2 separate regions of the Drosophila melanogaster genome follow, and region 2 is linked to region 1. The links are chromatin contacts, called in public Hi-C maps. All regions are on one chromosome and are shown on one strand. Each heading gives the region's core, a stretch centred on a gene start, on an enhancer-like site or on the middle of the called end of the contact. The rest is flanking DNA. Distances are from core to core; before and after follow the strand shown. Region 1 holds the start of CG3176. Region 2 holds the start of Rbf (Retinoblastoma-family protein).

Region 1 (3,301 bases), core at 86-2,585:
GGTTACTGTGTTGTGCTGTTACAATCAGGTTGTCTGTGCTGCCAACTGCCGCCGTGGCTGATCAAGTGCTTGATGTCTACATCCAACATGCTGCCAAAAAGGCAATCCAGGGACTCTCCTGTGAGAGGGACCGTACGATTCCCAGCCAGATTGCGCTGGGCCTCTAGGAGTCATAGGGCATGACCAGAATATGCCAAGTCTTTGGGTTCCGGTTGAAATGGTCATTAAGCATCTAAAGAGAACATTATGGAACGAGAATAAGGTACTGGGGAAGACTCACCGCTCCCTTCACGCTGCTCAACGAGCATTTGGCAAAGAGAGCCAAAAGGGTTAGCACATTTTGGAGCGCCATGTGCTGCGTTTGCGACGCAGGGCGTGCCACTTACTCCACTTGTGAGGAGAGACGGCGCAGGAGCAGTAGGAAATCCTCGTTAGTCTTATAGCCAAGGATCAGCTTAATGGCCGGCTCCAGACAATCCAGTGCTGAACTGGCAAATGTGTCGCCCACCTCAATGTCTGTATTCAATTGCCTCCAATAGCTGCTTAGCACGAACTCTATCTCATCCGGATCCAAATGCAAACGTTGACGATGGGTGAGCGCCACATTCAGCAAGCGTGTCGCATTAGCATCGCGATAGTTCAACTAAAAATATAGCAACATTGTTGTTTGGTTTGTTCAATACTTATAAACACGAAAAGCACCCACCGAGTGACAAGAGGACGAACAGTTTTCGAATTGTTCTCTTCTAACAGCTTTTCAGGCTCCTGAGAGCGGCGAACCATCTCTGCCAGCTGCTTGATCACAGAACCTACAAACTCTGCATCCCAGTAGTCTTGGCTCTTAGTCCGATCCTTGTTATCCTTGCGAAGTTCAACGCACTCCTGATAGCATCTGATCAGGCTGCCATAGCATTCGAATAGAAGCTTGTTGCTGGACCGCAGGGCATCCTGGAGCAGCTCAGAGCTGAGAACCATGGGCAGACAATCTTGAACAGAAATGGGCGACCCCCGCGGACCACGAAAGATGAAGAGGGTCCTTGGTATGTAAAGCATTGTCCCACTTGCACCAACTCACCTACTCCTACTTCCTGTAATGGAGCGGGTGGTAGATCGGAGAGGAAGCGCCGCTCAGAGTGCAGTTATGTCGGGCTTGTTGTTGCTCAATGCAAAGATGAGTTCAGTTTAAACCGTTAAACACGAGAACAAAAAATGGAGCAAAGCAGCGACCACAAATTTACGGGGATAACCCCACGAAGAGATTGGCAATAAACTGCTACAGTGTTCAGAAATTCGCAATTGCAAGTAAGAATCGATTGGCAAATTAATCGATTTTGTGATTTACTGATTTTGGCATTTTGAATGGGGTCAAGTCAGCTTGTTTCCCGCGATCGGTCTCACTATTTTACTGTCATTGCAATTTGGAAATTTTAAGGGTTCTGATTGCACTTCTCGCTGACCTCAAACAAATCAAGTAAATATTCTTTTTTTTTTGCTGTTATATGTCACGTTCCATCGAAGCTGATGGAAGAGCGGCGTCCTTGAGGTGTCTAACCCTGAACTGGAAATCTCCGTTTTGCTATTTATTTTGCAGAGAAGACAATCAAAATGCTTTTCGATGGCGAAACCGGCAATGGGCAAGGTCAGGGCCAGAATACCCTGAATCCATTGGGGCCAGGCCAGGAGGAGCCCGCCCTATGCGAGCAGTACTATCTGCTGGGCGATGGTTCCATCATTCTGCGCAACCATTCCATCGACTTGTCGAATCCGCCCCTGAAATCGCGCTGCTGCCAGCTCCCAACACTCATCCACGACATATGCGTCAACTGCGTGATGGATCTCTGCGAGGAGTGTGGCTACTCCTGCGGCGAGTGCGCCAAGTTTATTTGCCGCAACTGCGTGACTTTATTGTGAGTTAAGTCCCAGAAGGAAGAAGCATCCCCCTAGGGAAACCCGTTAGTTTAAAAATCAATCGACCATCATCTTATTTCCAGTGGTAATCGAATTGAAGAAGAGGAGGATCCGCTGTGCGAGCACTGCCAGATGTTCCTCAGCTAGGGCATCAAACAATCAAGCAAATGTCAAATGTATTACGTTTTAAAGAATATAGAGCTATATAGTATTTAACATTAGGCAAAAATCTTTGATCTATTCTTCGTTAGCGCTGTGCGAGTACTGCCAGATGTTCGGCTTCACACAAACAAGCACTCAGCAAGGTCACAGTGCTTGTTAAATTTTAAGTTCTGAAGCAGTACAAATTTTGGACAACTCAATCATTTTTATATTTCTATATTTAAAGAGTTGGTATTTCATATAAATATAAAAAAAAATTTACAGGTGTACTCGTTCCTTGTCTCTACCTACACCTTGCCCCTAAATTTGTGGTACTTCTCGTGATCCTTCACCAATCCTTCGTACATCCTGGCGCCGGCCTCATTGCTGGAGCGTAGGATGAAGTGTCCGGCACGGTGATCGCAAATACCGATCAGTTCATGGCACACGCGCACTATGTGGACCTTGATCTGGGGAAAATCGTATTATTAGTCAAAGTAAGCCCACTATAAAAATATATATACTACGTGGACGCATAGAATAAAAAAATGGCAATTATTACTCCTTAAAGAATATAGAACCATATACTTCTTAACACGAAACAAAAATCGTTGATCTATTCTTCGGAATGCTGCGAAACTTGAATTTTGACTTCGACTTGGCCAATGGCGTTCCCTTAACGTAAAACACACCTTTTCGAACAGCGTCGTGGGCCTTTCGGTTGCTACCATTTGGCGAATGGTGAAGATAAGCAGGAAGGGTGCGACTCTCTTCACGGCCAGTGCCTGCGTGGCGCGCACTGTGGCCATTACAGTAGCCAGTTTCAGACCCAAGTCCGCCAAACCATCCAGCTCCGTTTCACTTATGTCCTGTGTCTGCTTTCTTTCCGCCCGATAGCCAACGACGGCCTGGATGAGATCCTGGCAAAGGACACTGAGCTGGGCTGCTCGGTCTGACATCAGGTTACTGTGTTGTTTTAACAGCACAATCAGGTTGTCTGTGAGTGCACTATACAGATCCACAAATTGTTGCCAACTGCCGCCGTGGCTGATCAAGTGCTTGATGTCTATATCCAACATGCTGCTAAGAAGGCAATCCAGGGACTCTCCTGTGAGAGGGACCGTACGATTCCCAGCCAGATTGCGCTGGGCCTCCAGGAGTCGAAGGGCATGACCAGAATATGCCAAGTCTTTGGGTTCCGGTAGACGCAGTGCAACACTCACACTGATCACCTCGAAATGCTCATTAAGCA
Region 2 (2,921 bases), core at 407-2,906, 320 kb after region 1:
AAGTCCAGCTCCGTCCAGTTGCTCGGCAGGCCCTCGAATTTGGGGTTGATGAGATCGGTGCGCTTCTCGGCCAGCACATTGTTGTATATCAGGTCTATGCAGCAAATCATCAGATTGTAGGATGTCACCAGGTCCACGGTGTTGCTCGGCTTCTGGTTCTTGGCGCAGAGAAACAGGCGCCAGCAGATGTCGTCCAGCTTGATGTACGAGCACTTTCCGTGGGCGTGGTTGCCATGCAGAGAACTGTTCCAAAGAGGGAAGCTTTTTATATACACGGGGTCAGGCTGACATGATGATATACGCACATGTACTTGGAGTGCTTCTTCTCGTTGGGCGGGCACGAGAAGATCATGTCCATAATAATGCGGAAACGCTTGTGCAGCATGAATGTAATGCTGAACTTGCGGTCCAGATCCTCAATCTCGTTGACAAACTCCTGAGGCAGGTTGGCCATGTCGCACCACTGCTTAATTTTGGTCTTGAACTCGTAGATGCTGTGGGTGGGGATTGTGGAAATGGTTAGGTGTGAAACTGCAGGCATAAACGGCAACCCACCTCATCTTGCAGCAGCGCAGCAAATTGTTTAAGGACACACAATTACCCTTGACCACTGCATTCTGGCCAGTCACCGTGGGTGTGCTGGTTCTTCGGCAGGCCGTGTAAATGGCGCAGCACATCCAGTGGCTGGCTGTGCCCTTTTAGGCAGGCAATGCACAGAAAGAATGAAAGAAAGGACGTTAGGTTGGAGGCTACTGCTGCCACTTCGAAGCTCACCTCCATGGAGCACCTCTGGGACACCTCTAAGTACGTCTCGTAGCCCTGCAGCTCTGTCTGCCGATCCATGTTTAGATCCCGGCATAGGTTCGTGTACTCGGCGTTGATCATCTCCAGGCGGTCGTCGCTGGTCGCCACCAATCCGCTGACCACCTCAGCTCCCAGTTCCTGCGGGTCAGGCTCGCTCATGTCTGCGAATGATGTCTCTGTCCCGGCTGATTGCGTATGCTTGCAGCGGCGGCCGCTGCTTCTGGCGACAGCCTGGAGTCGGAAATCGGAGACGGAGGCGCCTGAATTGGAGCTAGCCGGCTAACCGGGGCGTTGCGGGCCTGGCGCCGCTGTTTACGTCTAGTGGCCTGGCGCCTAGTGGCTGCCGGTGTATGCTGCGCTTGCCGCCGCGCTCCTCGCGGACATGTAACTGCGAGAGCTTACACTTAATTACAGAAATAATGAAGTTTCCCGCCGAAATGATTTGGGCGTGTGTGTTTGTGTGCGAGTGTTTGTCGCGTGTGTGTGTGTTCGCGATACACCCTTTTCTGAGGAACACAACAAAAGAGCAGGCGAGGGGACAGAACAAACAGCGCTGGGATGCTGCGATTAGCCAGGACCACACCACGGCCACGGTTGTTGGTTAAAACACATTAACAAAATAACTATTTCACAACTTAATCGCCATGGAAAACGCGGGAAACTTGACTAGTTGCGGCGGGCAGGTGCGTGTGATCCACTCCGCGTTCGAACTATCCACTTCTAGGGCTGCGCGGACGATGTGGCCCTAGGGATGGACTTGTGCAGAAGGAAAACTAATTTATTGCCACTACTTAAAGATTTTGCAATTGCGATTGCATAGTCAGAGTCTGACACGTTAATACAAGTTAATGGATTTTTAGTTGGGCGGCCGGTATTTCGCCAGCAAAGCCATGCGGTCACACCGACGCGCGCATTCGGCCAGTTTAAACGTGGTGGGGTGGTATTACTACAGTGCTTGGCGAGTTATGCAGTGACTGCAAGCAGTATGTCGTGTTGCATACATACCTAAATTGGGGGACCCTAAAATGAATTAGAACGAAATAATTGACAAAAATATGTGTACACATATAATTTATTTGCAATGCACAATGCTATTTGCATGTGTGCGGTAAACTGACAGTGTTGGTTAGCGTTCAAGAGCATTGCACATCGGCGATATAGCTAGTTGTAATCGATAGCCGCAAATTTAAATACTGCTTTGAACTTTATGGAAATTCGCGGGAATTCTTCGCGATTCAGCTACTAACATACATACATATACACTATACAATTTAGAGAACTTGCTGTCGCAGCACATACGACCCGAGCTACGACGTGGCTAACGTAGATACCGTCTTCTGAACCTCCTGGCCAGGAGGTGGAATAGCATGTGTCGCCGCATAAAGGCCGCCGTCAGACCTGCCGCCGTGGACAGCTCGTGGTTTTCTTGAGAATCGCTGGCCAGACTGGAGCTCTCGAAGGAATTGGAGGAATTGAAAGAGTCAGAACTCTCTGCCTGCGTATTCTGATCCGCACCAGTTCTAGCACTTCTCCAAATGGGTGTTGAAGAGCCGTCGGACTTACAGCCACTGGTGTTGGTTCTGGAGTTCGGGATCTGGGTTCTGTCGGGATGCTTCTCCAGCACAAGGCAATGCTGTCTTTTGAACGGTTGACTAGCAGACACACCGTACTTGGCTATCGCGCGGTTGAGCTCAGGATCGGGGATGTATGCACCGCGCGACAAAGACTCCGTTTTTCCGATCGATTTTCTTTTGGAAATATACCCGCTGACATATCTTTTTGGTCTAGAGAAACGTCTCGCGGAGGTTGCCTTCTCAATAGTCAATTTCCTCGCGGAGGTTGCATTGTCAATGGTCAAGTTCCTCGTGGATTTTGCCTTGTCAATAGTCATTTTCCTCGCGGAGGTTGCCTTCTCAATAGTCAATTTCCTCGCGGAGGTTGCATTGTCAATGGTCAAGTTCCTCGTGGATTTTGCCTTGTCAATAGTCATTTTCCTCGCGGAGGTTGCCTTGTCAATAGTCAATTTCCTCGCGGAGGTTGCCTTGTCAATAGTCAATTTCCTCGCGGAGGTTCCCTTGTCAATAGTCAATTTCCTCGCGTTGGTTGCCTTGTCTATA

What was found. Hi-C and Micro-C count contacts between places; a contact is called where the count stands out from the background.
Region 2: a Hi-C map of the S2 cell line shows a contact between it and region 1, with 4 times the contacts expected there. The contact joins the promoter of Rbf here to the promoter of CG3176 in region 1. A contact is called at or near these places in 13 of 107 Hi-C or Micro-C datasets (the D17-c3 cell line, the Kc167 cell line, the ML-DmBG3-c2 cell line and 7 more).

Annotation. Positions count from the first base shown.
Region 1 is chrX:480,527-483,827 of dm6, forward strand. It overlaps CG3176, which reads left to right and starts at 1,336. Exons shown (of 2, transcript NM_001272167.1): 1 at 1,336-1,471; 2 at 1,592-2,242. The coding sequence starts at 1,606. The coding sequence ends at 1,911. It overlaps CG18273, which reads right to left. Exons shown (of 6, transcript NM_130487.4): 5 at 2,742-3,301; 6 at 2,251-2,519. The coding sequence ends at 2,358. It also overlaps the pseudogene CR18166.
Region 2 is chrX:799,823-802,743 of dm6, forward strand. Rbf (Retinoblastoma-family protein) reads right to left here and starts at 1,657. Exons shown (of 8, transcript NM_080297.3): 1 at 775-1,657; 2 at 556-695; 3 at 306-494; 4 at 1-243. The coding sequence starts at 963. CG13359 reads right to left here. Exons shown (of 1, transcript NM_130505.3): 1 at 1,847-2,921. The coding sequence ends at 2,123.